Linked DNA regions of Mus musculus: regions 2 and 3 are each linked to region 1. Evidence: chromatin contacts called from public HiChIP or PLAC-seq and promoter capture Hi-C data. All regions are on one chromosome and are shown on one strand. Each heading gives the region's core, a stretch centred on a gene start, on an enhancer-like site or on the middle of the called end of the contact. The rest is flanking DNA. Distances are from core to core; before and after follow the strand shown.

Region 1 (4,001 bases), core at 681-3,180:
CAAGAATTTTCTTCACAGGAAGCAGTGTGGGAGCAGGAACTGGAAAGAGGAGATAGCTACAAGAAGTTGGAGTTCTGAGGACCCATGGATCCCTCTCAATGGGAGAAAACAGGCCATCTCAGATCCAGTCTTAAGTTGCCCATGCAGATGCAAGTTCCCAGAGAGCAACTAGGAAATGTCTCCATGGGGCAGCTTAGCCAGAAGCAGGGCAGAGCAAGGGCTTCACTGTGGATGCTTTAAAGCTGTTCAACTCTTAGTCCCAAAGGAAGCTCACACCCACTTGAAACCAGACGTCGACAGAGTCCGTGGAACATTAGAGATAAGAAGTGCTTGTAGACCCATCCAGCAGAGAAACCACATTCTGAAGACAAGGACTTGGACACCCAGGACTTGGAAACATCCCCTGCCTGTAGTTACCAAGTTAGAATCAGAGATAAAACTCTTTAGTGTTCTAATTCCCAGTCTGCTTTCCTCCATTGCTAGTATAATTACGTTTTAATGGGATCTAGCGTGACATCGTGATATTGGTATATAATGGTTAGTGGGGGCGGTTGGCACAGGCCACCACCCTAAAAAGCTATCATTTCTTTGCATCACGAACATTCAAAATCCCCTGTGTTATTGTGAAATTAACTGCTGTCAGCCATACTTACTCTACTGTCCTACAGGACATGCTAAGCTATTCCTCCAACCCACTTAAGACCCTCGGCAAACTGTTTCACTTGACTTCTTGATCATCTTCCCTGAGCTTTCTCCAGGTGACAGTAGGTCACACAGAGAAATGAAAAGATGGCAGAGTGTTTCCAAAGGTCACCAATTGTGTGTGCACCTGCCTGCAGGAGGGCTTAAGTCACTCAAATACCACAGAGAGGAGACCCCAGATGTTCATACGTTATTAAAATGTTGAGCATTGACTTGTAAATGTGAACTTCTTCATCTTTCGATACATATTAAAACTTGAACACCCTAAGACAGAAAAATTAACAGATAACATCGCAAAATTTATTTTAACACGTTGGCTTAGTATAAAATGATCCTAAGATACATTTTATGGGCTTAACGGGGTAAAGTTTGTCTTTCTTTGCTTGGAGTTGCTTCTCTCATCCCTCTGAACAGGGGACCCTTCTGTCTCATCTCTCCCAGAACTTTGGTGTCCTCTTCAATCAAATGAAAGATGGAGACGAAGCCAGCCTTGAGGACTGGACAGCGAGCAGCACTCTGGTATCACAGAGGCTCTGATTAAGTTGCACAGAATGAAGTCTCACAAGGGAGGCTAGGAAATGTAGTTTAGCTTGTGTCTAAGAGGGAAAAGGTCATGGGGTTTGGGGAATAGACAGTTAACTCTGCCACAGAAAGTTAAGTCCCCTGCTCCCTCATATATCCTAAGAGAGTAGTTACATGTTTCCAAACCTACTTTGCTGTTTGGAAACTATCAGTCTAGAGGACCAGGCACAGACTAACACAGCCACCCACATTCCCTTTCCCATAAAGCAGAACTCCTTAAAGACAACCAGATTTGAGAAAAGGGGAGCTATTAACAACAGCAACCATTATCAAGTGTTTGTCCCGGGTAAGCAACTTAAATGTGTCAACTCAGCCCTCAAAACAACCCAATGGCATAGCTGCTATCATCATCCCATTTTTCCTATGAGGAAACTGAGGCTATGACAGCTTACACAACGGGCTCAAATTACCCAGCAGTGGACAAGATCTGACCTCTCACACTGGCTCCAGTCCGTGGTGCCAGTCACTACTTTGAGTTGACCCCAGAATGAACATGAACATGAAGCACTGCCAGCTCTTTGTAGACGTCTACATGAGGCTGAGCAGGAGGAGAGGAGAGGTGGGGCTGAGGGTGGCATGGCATGAGGGGGCTGACAGCAAGCCCGGAGCAGGAAGAGCCAGGAGGGCAGCTGGTAGGATTACAAGGGCAAGAAGATGGCAGTGGGCTCCAAGGTTAGGCTGGGGGCTCAGCTGTGTCACTCAGCAAGCCCTGCCAGGAGGATTCTAAGACCCTGCTGGTAGCTGTTGTATGTGAAAGCACCATTCCTGGTGGCCCATGTCCTTGATTAAATTCATGGAAATTAGACAGTCTGACAGGGTGGTTGTACTAGTAGTTAATTGTCCGTGGCTAAAACGAAACACCCATGATTGCATACCTTATTATGGAAAAAGATTTCTTTAGTTCAAGGTTTCACAAGTTCAATGACAAGATGGTAGCATCTAGTATAGGCTTCCTGGTGGGTGCTATGGTACTGGTGGACAAACCACACGGTGGCAGCCTTCTCACTAGGTAGAACCTAAAGTTTCCACATCACCTCCCAATACCGCTTACCAAGAATCAGACTCCCAACACCTGCTCCCGTGAAGGACAAAGGACACCCAGAGGCAGCTTAGCCCAGCCTGGTAGTTCTGTCTGGTAGCTCTCTGCACGGTCTCTTCAGTACCTCGGCATGGCCTCCCAGTGGACAGACACAACCCGGCCCAGCTCTCTCCCAGCTTAGCGGAATGGGTGTCTTTGTCCTTTGGTATCAGGAGTAAAAAGAAGAACCGGTCTGCAAACCCAAGACTGGTCCCCACTGACAGTCAGCTAGCTGCCTCCTTCCCAGATGGTATGTCCCCACTGTCTTTTGCTTGCTCTTCACACAGAATCTGCTAAGCACTAGGTGGCACGGTTGAGCAACCATTAAAAACTATTTCCGTCAAGGCCCAGGAGAAAAGGAAATTGAATTGGAAGTTGGAGGAGTGAGGGTTAGTGGCAGAGAAGGCCGATCGGTCCCTGGAATTCAACCTGCTCACAGCCTCCATAAGCACGGGTATGCTGTGCTCTAAGCCGATAGGGCTGCGTGCAGAGGAGGCGCCCTCAAGAGCAGATACCGCCAAGCCAGTGAGGAGGAGCCTGCTGGAGAAGGCTGGGAATCCCTTCCCACCATCCTATCAGAACCCTCTGGTTGTCGCTTGCTTCCTCCTCTCAACCATGTCGCCCTGTTCACCCAGAGCAGAAATGCTGGCAGCTGTCATGGACAAGTGAGATGAGGCACACGTCTCCAGGATGACCCACGGGCTTCTCTGCCTGTCGCTGCCATTTTCAACCCTCTTCCCCTCCCCGCTCTGTTTTCCTGTCTTCCTCTCTCCCTCCCTCCTTCTTCTTCTCTCCCCACCCCACTCTCTTCGAAGGAGAATTATATTCAGCTCTGTGGGTTGTTTTTAATGCATTCCAGATGCCAGAAGAAATCTTGGCCTGGGCTCAGCGTTCTTCTGACTTCAGGCCTCTCCCCCACCTACCTCCCTGTCTGACTCCCAAGGCCACACAAGGAAAAATCAGGTGGGCTAGCGCCATCTGCTGGCAGCTTCCAGAAGCTTAAGGAAGGCGGGAGGCGGTTAAGGTGGGGCAGGAATGGTTTCTTGTAACTGGCGTGATGTACTCGGTTGGAAAAATTCGGATTATCTGGGAGAAAATGGTGTGTAAATCAAAACGCTTCAACCCATGGACACTCCGGTAGTGGTTGTAGTGGTGGTGGTGGTGGTTCTTCGTAGTAGTCATCATCGTTGTCATCTCCTCCTCCTCCTCCTCCTCCTCCTCCTCCTCCTCCTCCTCCTCCTCCTCCTCCCCCACTCTGTCCTCCTTCTCCTCCCCTTCCTCCTCCTCCTCCTTTTCTTTTTCTTTTAAATTACAGTCTGGGACCCAGCCGGGTGGTTTTTAACATCACATTCTTTGAAAAACAGAGATTTTGGCGTCTCAGCTTGTGTTCCCTAAAGGAAGCTCGGGACTCTGTAAATTAACTTTTAAGTGACCGGTCTGGCAACACCTAGTCAGCAGGAAAATTTAAAGGAAAAAATCAGGAAATGAAAGCGCCCACTGTAGTTAAGGAAATGTTATTGGAAGGGTTTTCAGGGTGGTATGGAGGCTGTGAATATAGTGGGTTATGCCAGGTCTTGGAAATGGAATCAGATCTCTTGGCAGTTGGGGGAGAGAAGGGCTGGGGAGGTCATAAGACAGC
Region 2 (4,001 bases), core at 797-3,296, 190 kb before region 1:
ATGCTCTAACATTTAAGGCAACTGCACTAGTGACTGCCACAGAAAACCAAGCATCTCTTTTATGTAGCAGTTTCTTCACAGGTTAAAACTTTCAGCTCCAGGGAGACTCCTTAAGACAAAAACTAAATAACTCAAAATAATTTAAGGAAGTCCCTGAAACTGACCAGATTCATTAGGCCCCTCCCTCCCGAGAGTAAAGAATAAATGCTGGGAAGAGCCACTCTCAAAAGAGCAAAGCAGTCTGGAACAAGCAGGAATCAGCCAAACTGCCTGGAAGAGGCTCAGAACAACTGGACAGGACAACCTGGAAAGAATGCTCTTCAGCCTGTTGAACTGCCTGCAGGCTGTGCAGTGTGCCCCAGGTTCCCTGCTCTGTGAGCCGTCACCACGCTGAGGTGACCTTTGGTGATGCAGCTGTCTTTGAGTCATTTCTGTGCTTGTAAATAACCCCTCACCCGCATTCCTATAAGTAACCCCAATAAAAAGTCATTTGATCATTAAATAGGACTTTCGTGGTATCCACACTTTGGTCTTTTGTGGGTTCCTTTCTTGGGGTGAGTGCGACTCTCCAGGAAAAGTCAGTCACATCTCTCTCTGAGGCATTAATGATGGGAAGGCAGTAGAACTCATCTTTCTCTTGCCTTATTCTGCTTCCTACTCAGAAGTCCACACTTTACACTGTGCCCAGTCAAGCAGTTTATATCATATTTCAGCAAAATCAACATCTCTGCATGTCACGGGCCTATGAGCTTCTCACTGATTGATGAGGCCGGGAATAACAAATGAGAGGCCTAGTTTTTCCGTTATGATCATCCTTCTATGTTATAAGCTTACGAATGACTGAGGCCTCTCTTATTGCTTTGGGGGTATGCTAAGTTATGGTGTGTGAAATAAAATAGGTGTTTGTTGAGTGAATGAATGAATGAATGAATGCACAGTTAGAAAAGTGACCCTCCAAGCCACCATGTATCCTGCAGTGTGCCTGTGTGGAGAAAGGCCGTACGGCAGCCATCCAGCATCATTTCCAATCATGATAGCTAGCTAGTGTCCATTCTTGCACTTAGATTCCTAGACCATGGTATAAGAAAGGGAAGAAGATTGGAGGAAGGAAGGAAAAGAACAAAAAAAGAAAAGAATGCAGCCAGTACTGTGGGGTATTTCAACTATGTTTCATTGGTAGGTCAAGAGGTCACTGGGGTATTTCAACTATGCCTCACTGATAGATAAAGAGATAATTGGGGTATTTCAACTATGCCCCATTGATAGGTCAAGAGTTCATTAGCTTCATCACTGTTATCCCCAGCGTCACCTCCAGTGTTTCCTGGATGTGGCTGCTATGGAGGCTATAGGCTTGGAGAACTTTCCAATAATACCCAAACAAAAGTCCTCCTTTGCCTCTCTATTTAAAAACTTAGGGTTCTGCCACTGAAGACTTACCTTCATTATATTATCACCAGTTCGGACAACAAGAAAATGAAGTTTGGAGTGTAGAGAACTCCCCTCCCCAAGTCTAGCAACAACGCCACAGGGCCTTAGCTTTCATCCCATAAGGCTAAAACACTATGGTGTTTGGTTTCTAGAACAGTAGATTTAGCATTTGACCAGCAACTGCCTGGATCACAGCCAGGACTTCAGATGAACTATTTGAAGGGCTCTGATGAAGCGCTGTGTGGCTGGCTATTTAGTCATGTTCAAAATATCTGAGGGCCTGAACTATGTTTATCCAGACCTGGCCATTCCTGCTCCCAAAGCGACTTTCCTGGAGCACCCTGCAGGCCTAGTCTCTGCCAGAGAATGTTCCTCTCAAGTCAGAAAAAGAGCCTGGTTGGACTCTGTATGCGCAGCTGATGGGAAGGAGGCCCTGCAGCTCACAGCTTGCAGTCAGGGCCATGGGAATGTGGGAATACACAGCTTTCTCTCCAATGCTTATAAACACTCCATTCATCACACAGCTCTCCCAAAACATGCATGCAATACTGTGACCACATGAATTCCATGGATGTCCAGCCTGCCTTCTGGACAAGCCTGGGTTGCGACATCTGGCTTCTACTGCTGCTTGCTTAGCCACAAATTCCAGCCACAGGCTGCTTGTGGTTCTGTGTCCCAGCCCTGGTCTCAGCACACACAGGAGCACAAGGATCTATGACAAATGGCAGTGGTTGCAGTACAGGTTTCCCCCCTGGAGGCAAGGGATGGCTGGGGAATTCAAAGCCATGTGACTCCTCGGGCAGACCGTTTCATGTCTAGTTATTGTCTTAAGAAGTCCCACTTACAAGCTCGGTGCTACACCTTTCGGCTTATATTCTTCTTAGAAGCTCAATGTTACACCTTTTGGCTTGTGTTCCTCTTTGCTTCCTCACAGCTTTCACAAAAGCCTGCTCTAAGCATCTCACAGCCCTGTTGTAAGATATCAAAGTAATGATCATTTTCCATAGACCTGTGTCAGTCTTCTGGGGCCAACAGACTGGGTGGGGTGGCTCAAATAACAGGAATTTACTTTCTTATAATCTATATTGTAAGAGTATAATCTATATTCCAGACCCAAGGTGTCACTGGGTTGCTTTCTTCTGGGACACCTTCTCAGGACTTTTCTCCTTGTTTAAGTCATTCATTTCAGTTGGCCAAAAGCCCTTCACGGCCTCCTGTCAGATTTGTCATCTTTACTTTAAATACCCTATCTCCAAACTCAGTCACATTCGGTGGGACTGGCAGCCAGACCTTCATCATACGAACTCTGAGGCTGATGCACCTCAGCCTCTACCCCCTTCACAGGAAAAGGTAGTACAGCCTTGGCAATTAAAGTGCAACCAAATTCCCGCTCCCCCCGCCCTCAGTCCCAATGTGATTCACTCTCCGTTCAAAGAAGCCTGGAGCCTCTGGTTTTCAAGGGGGCTTTTATTAGACTGGCTTAGAGGATTGGAGGCTGGGTAATCAGCTGACTGCCTGCATAGTGGAGATGCAGAGAATTGGTAGCTGCTCAGGTCAAGAGCTCCATCTCTGAATGGGGAGGAGCCATGCTGCGGCCACTCTGTGAGGCTGAAGGCCTGGAAACTCCCTAGACATTTACTAGTGGGAAACTGATGACGAATCTGGAGTCTAATGAAAAAGCTGGAGTCTGATGAAGAAGCTGGAGTCTGGATGTCCACATGTGATGGCAGCAGCAATAGGTACCCTGGAATAATGGCGACCACACGGACTGCCTGGTGTCTTCCACTTCCCATTTTGTTCCACCTTCTGGTTTCCTGTTGCTCGTAAGGATTCTGTTTCCCTGTGGCCTATCTCAGAGTCAAATGTCCTTTTGCCAAACCTCATCCCATGCCTCTCATTCTGTTGCCTGCTGCCCAGCCCTTCTTCCCAGAGACCCACCACAAGCAGAGCATCTTCCCGGAGCCATGCATGCTTCCAGCAGTGTCTCCTCAAGACAAATTCAGAAAGTTTAGAATAACCTGCCCATATGGTCCCCATATCCTGCTACTCATGTCCTCTCTCCCTCCCTTCCCCTAACCCTGCATTCTGGGCATCTAAGAAACCCACCAGATACTCCAAAGGTCTTTCTCTACAGGACCACTCTTGGGATGAGGAATCTAGTCCTCCCAAATTTTCCTTCCCTTGGCAGTCCCTCATTAGTTACCAAGGTTCCATCCTCCTCTTCTGTGTAGGATGGGCTGTGGGATGAAATGTGTTGCCCACAGTTTATAAGTATGGCCTTAACCTTTAGTCCCCCATATTTTCCCGTAACTCTATCTCCCTTTCCTAGTTTCTCAGTATCATTTGAGGGTCACCTCCCATTTAAGCTTCGTCTGACTCAAAGGCACAAGTGTATGCTCCTCAGCATGGTTTGCTGCTGGGTGTAATCATTTGTTCTCCCATCCATGCCATTTCTTGAATGGAACATCTCTTTTCTTGAGTGGCACACTTCCATTCTGGTCTTCTAAGCTGTTGCTCCCATGACTCCAAGAGCACAGGGCAGCCCTGTTTCCTCTTCATCCCACCACTGACTG
Region 3 (4,001 bases), core at 711-3,210, 140 kb before region 1:
ACTCCAAGCAAGTGTGAGCAACACTTGCTAAACTTGCTAACACTGTATTTGTCTTCTGTTTGCATGGAAATTCAATAAGGTCTTTGGGAAGACAGATAGAAGTAGGCATGGGGATCATGCCCTAGACCAGACCATGGCTTTTTGCTTTTTAAATGACATTCGGATACAGATGTGACGTGCATGCTTTTAATTCCAGTACTTAGAAGGCTGAGGCAGGTGGATTCCTATGAGTTTTGAGACCAGCCTGGTATACATAGCAAGTTTCAGGCCAGCCAGGGTTCCAATAAGTAAACATAAATAAATACATTATATTTTGTTACTAACAATAGAAAGGAGATGTGCTACAAAGTCAAACAGTGTTGGGCTTTATTCATTTAATGTGTGATCAACAGGTATTAACATACCGAAAGTGCTATAGTACTCGACTATAAATATTGATTTGCTAAAGATACAATGGACCCCACCAAGAATACAAATACTGGAAAGATCCATTTACAATTCAGAAGATGAGCTTGACTTGAATGGATGTATTTTCTCGGCATATTTTAGTCAAGACTTTAGGATCATAAATATTTAAAAGAGCAAAAACCTTTACAGAACATCCCCAGAAGACACAAGTCCAGAAACTGCATTACCTCGCTCCACGCCCTGCCTCAGATCAGTGGCAGGCACAGGCTTGACGGCTTCATAGACAGACCCACAGGACTAGAACCAGGTCCACTGGTTCCAGTAGCTAACCCAGGGTCAGATGGGACCAGAGATACATGTTAATAAATACCACACTTAGCTAGAGCTTCTCTTCATATCATATAAACATTTTGTCTTTTAAACAAACACCAAAATTAGAAGCCATGACTTGAATTTCAACATGAAACACTTCAGCTTTAAGGTTAAATAAGAACATGGAGAGACTTAATTATCTTTAAACAAACAAACAAATGCAAATGAATTCTTCCCCAGGGCAAGGGAAAGAAAACCCCTAGCTACTTTTACTGTCATACCTGTCTGCCCAGAGACACCCATATACAGAAACAATTAGAATGCCCAAGAATTACTCTCCAGTAGTTTTAAGGGAGCAAACTAAAAGAGCAGCTGTATAGGTGATGTAAGGTATATTCATAACACATTTGATGCAGATTGTCTGTTACATATCATTGCATACACTTAAAGCAGTACCTGTGTTGGCATCTGGATTAGATATATCATGATAAAAGTGTAGAATATGCAGAATATAAGGATATACTAAATTCTGGTAGGTGAGCACCCTGGGAAAAGAGGGCCACAAAGCAGGTCACGGTTGTCCTTGTAACCGTTTAAGGGGTGGACAGGGTGACTTGGCATACAGATGTTATTCACTGAATTATTGTGCGAAATATTTTGTTTATAAAAGGAATAGAATATTTTATTAGATTCATCAAATATTTTTACCTATCCATAACACAGCTTCCTTTCTTAATAACCAAGCAAAGAGTGTTTCTCCTTTCTCAAGTATTTGCTTATTACAACACTGTAAGTACCAGGGCAGTATTGAGAGACTTGGTTTTAACCGCCAAAAAAAAAAAAAAAGTCTCCAGAGACAGGGAGTACCAGAGGACACTAGCCTTGGTTTGAATTTCAGAAACAAGTCCTCCCCTAAGCTACCTGGAAGCCTAGGCTGAGAAAGCAGCCTTAGAGGAGGGATTGGGTTTCAGACACAAGCTATACTCTGAAAAAGCAGGTGAGAAACAGGATGGATGCCCCTTCCGTGGACCACAGGATGGGACAGCAGACCCGGGCTGCCTGGGGACCGAGGGTGAGACATCCCGCAGCCCTGGGGGCCAGGACTTTCCTAGATCACTCACCTGTGCTCGCTGTGGACCCTCAGCGGCCCTAGAGGCTGGCTCGCCCAGCCCCACTTGACATCAAACCTTGGACCACTCAACCGCAGCCAGGGTCCCTAGTAGGAAGCGGATTGGGTACCAGCAGGGAAGCCCTGCCCTAGGCGGTTGCTATGGACGCTCACGAGCGTAGTAACCGTGCAAGGATAGCGGGTGTTGGGAGACTAGAGCGTCCAGGAGGCACTGGAACTCCCTATCCATTCCAAGGCGCACCAGCTACCTTTGGGATCTTCCCTCTTTTAAGTTTTCAGTAAACACAAATAATATTTCTGTCGACACCGCCACATGTTTTACTTACAAGTCCATCACTGTCACATCCTTCCAAGACCTAATAAAATTTCTTTTACCAGGTGAGGGGGTTGGGGCAGTCATTGGCCTAGCCACACCCAGTGGTAGAGCATCCCTAAAATGCAGACCTAGAGGATTTAATACTCCTTGAGGTGGCATCCTAGCTGTGCCAGCCCTAACAATTCACACTGGTAACTGTTAAGAGGAAAGACACCCCCCCCCCCCCCAGTTAATCACTCTTGGTGTTCCTTGTGTGCCATTCCCAGGATGAGGCAGCTCCCAGGGGATCTTAACATGTGACAATAGGCATGCAGAGGGGAGTGGGTCGTCAGTTTTACCCATTTAGAAACTTGGTTATTGCAGAGGCTGGTGCCAACTGAAGTCATAAGAAGGTGAACAGGGACGGCTAGAGTGGTACCAGCAGGGTGCACATTAAGTGACTTTGGCTTTCTGACAATGAGCACAGAATGCTTGTCTCAAGAAGCCGGGGGTGGGTAACTACAGAGACCACCTGACGGTCCCATGCTTAGTCTGGATGCATGACTGGGTAAGCTACACAGAGGCTGTCATATCCCACGCAGGACTGCGTTGCTAGCCTTCTCTTTTTCCTGTTCTCCCTCCTGACAGCAACTCCTGATCCTGATTCGAGATGCCTTTCCAAGCAACCATCTCCCTCTCAAGTGTAGTAAACTTCTTTTTCTTGATTCTCGGGACTCAGGATGGGCTTCAGTGATGCCCCCAAGCTGCTGCCAACATGATATGTTACCTCTTGGGGCCTGAGAGTTGGAAATTTCTGAACCAAATTTAACGGAGATCTAGTGAAGATGGAGTCATCTTTCATGCTCTGTATTGTACCATCTTCAATATGATGTGGACTGAGCATTGGTCATCCAGTGTTTGATTTAGAAACAGGGGAAATCACAGCACAACCTGGTCTTTGAAGCAATGCATGAACATACAAGTGTTATAAACTTCCTGGTTAAATTGGGTTAAATTGATCAACTCTATTTACGGGGGGTAGGGGGGAAGCAATCAATTTAAAAACAAAACAAAACAAACAAAAACATATGTTAGATACCCTTGTATGATTGCCAAGTGTTTGCCAGAATTAAAAGGTAATTATCATCCTTGCACCTTATCGTGCTTGCCACAAAGTAGTTAAGCAACCAACATTTGTGGTTTGCATGCACACATGTGCTGCTTAGCAGAGGAGGATACTTACCAGAGGTTTGGACATAGAGAGGCAATGGAGCTGACTGAGACAACTTTGCCTAAAGAGAAGGCTGCTTGAGGCCAACTCTATAACTTCCTTCCTCTGTCCTACTGTCACCAGACTTCCTTTCTAGTCACTCTGGGGTTTTCTATCACTCAATCATCAGCCACCATCAGCCTTTATCCAGAAGCCACCAGCCCTGTGCCAACTGTACTTCCTCATCAGAAACCAGGTGCAGCTTTGTCTACCAAGAGCCAGGACTCTGTCCACCGGGTCCATCTCAGGGGCTCACTCATGCTCCTTCTTGTTTTCCCAAACAGAGGTTGCTATCTGTGGGCATATGTTGCTCTCTCACTTGGCTACTCTTCAAAAATCTCTACTTAGCTCTGTGCACCTTGCTACATCCTCTCCTAAAACTCCTGTTACACATTGGACGCTCTGTGAGAACAGAATTTAGCTGCCAACTACAGACAAACCAACAAAGTTGGCTCCAAACTTTAGCATGTCCATTTCCCTTGTCCATGATCTTTCCTTAGGAAAAGATTTTCTCACTAACATTTACTTGGAAGCACAGTGCATCCCATGGTCTAGATGCCTGAAGTAGCCCCTCCACCATCTCACCA

The links. HiChIP or PLAC-seq counts read pairs in DNA pulled down with a chosen protein or histone mark. Capture Hi-C pulls out chosen DNA fragments and counts their contacts.
Region 2: a contact with region 1 is called in an H3K27ac HiChIP or PLAC-seq map of trophoblast stem cells, with 15 read pairs. The contact joins the enhancer-like site here to the promoter of Tvp23bos in region 1. A contact is called at or near these places in 20 of 39 promoter capture datasets (the 3T3-L1 cell line, the C10 cell line, the HPC-7 cell line and 12 more), 52 of 484 Hi-C or Micro-C datasets (the AML12 cell line, B cells, the Ba/F3 cell line and 35 more), 16 of 115 datasets of contacts at active chromatin or transcription factors (bone marrow-derived dendritic cells, bone marrow-derived macrophages, craniofacial prominence and 12 more) and 5 of 9 other capture datasets (adipose tissue, embryonic stem cells, liver and 2 more).
Region 3: a contact with region 1 is called in a promoter capture Hi-C map of adipose tissue, with 4 times the contacts expected there. The contact joins the promoter of Tekt3 here to the promoter of Tvp23bos in region 1. A contact is called at or near these places in 13 of 39 promoter capture datasets (the 3T3-L1 cell line, the HPC-7 cell line, HPC-7-derived erythroid cells and 8 more), 6 of 484 Hi-C or Micro-C datasets (the BV-2 cell line, the G1E-ER4 cell line, bone marrow-derived macrophages and 2 more), 9 of 115 datasets of contacts at active chromatin or transcription factors (T-cell acute lymphoblastic leukemia, bone marrow-derived macrophages, craniofacial prominence and 5 more) and 3 of 9 other capture datasets (adipose tissue, bone marrow-derived macrophages and liver).

Annotation. Positions count from the first base shown.
Region 1 is chr11:62,920,560-62,924,560 of GRCm38.p6, reverse strand. It overlaps Tvp23bos (a long non-coding RNA gene), which reads left to right and starts at 1,930. Exons shown (of 3, transcript XR_388723.3): 1 at 1,930-3,325.
Region 2 is chr11:63,113,211-63,117,211 of GRCm38.p6, reverse strand. The region is part of intron 2 of Gm36926 (a long non-coding RNA gene); the gene reads left to right. Among named protein-coding and RNA genes, the nearest start is that of Gm36926, 4.0 kb to the left of the region's middle. Within about 2 kb of position 2,046, at least 67 of the 459 cell types and tissues checked have an H3K27ac peak or open chromatin away from gene starts, as enhancers often do. A contact at or near this core is called in adipose tissue, adipose-derived mesenchymal stem cells, beige adipocytes and 4 more, where this site is marked.
Region 3 is chr11:63,059,618-63,063,618 of GRCm38.p6, reverse strand. Tekt3 (tektin 3) reads right to left here and starts at 1,960. Exons shown (of 8, transcript NM_027660.1): 1 at 1,842-1,960.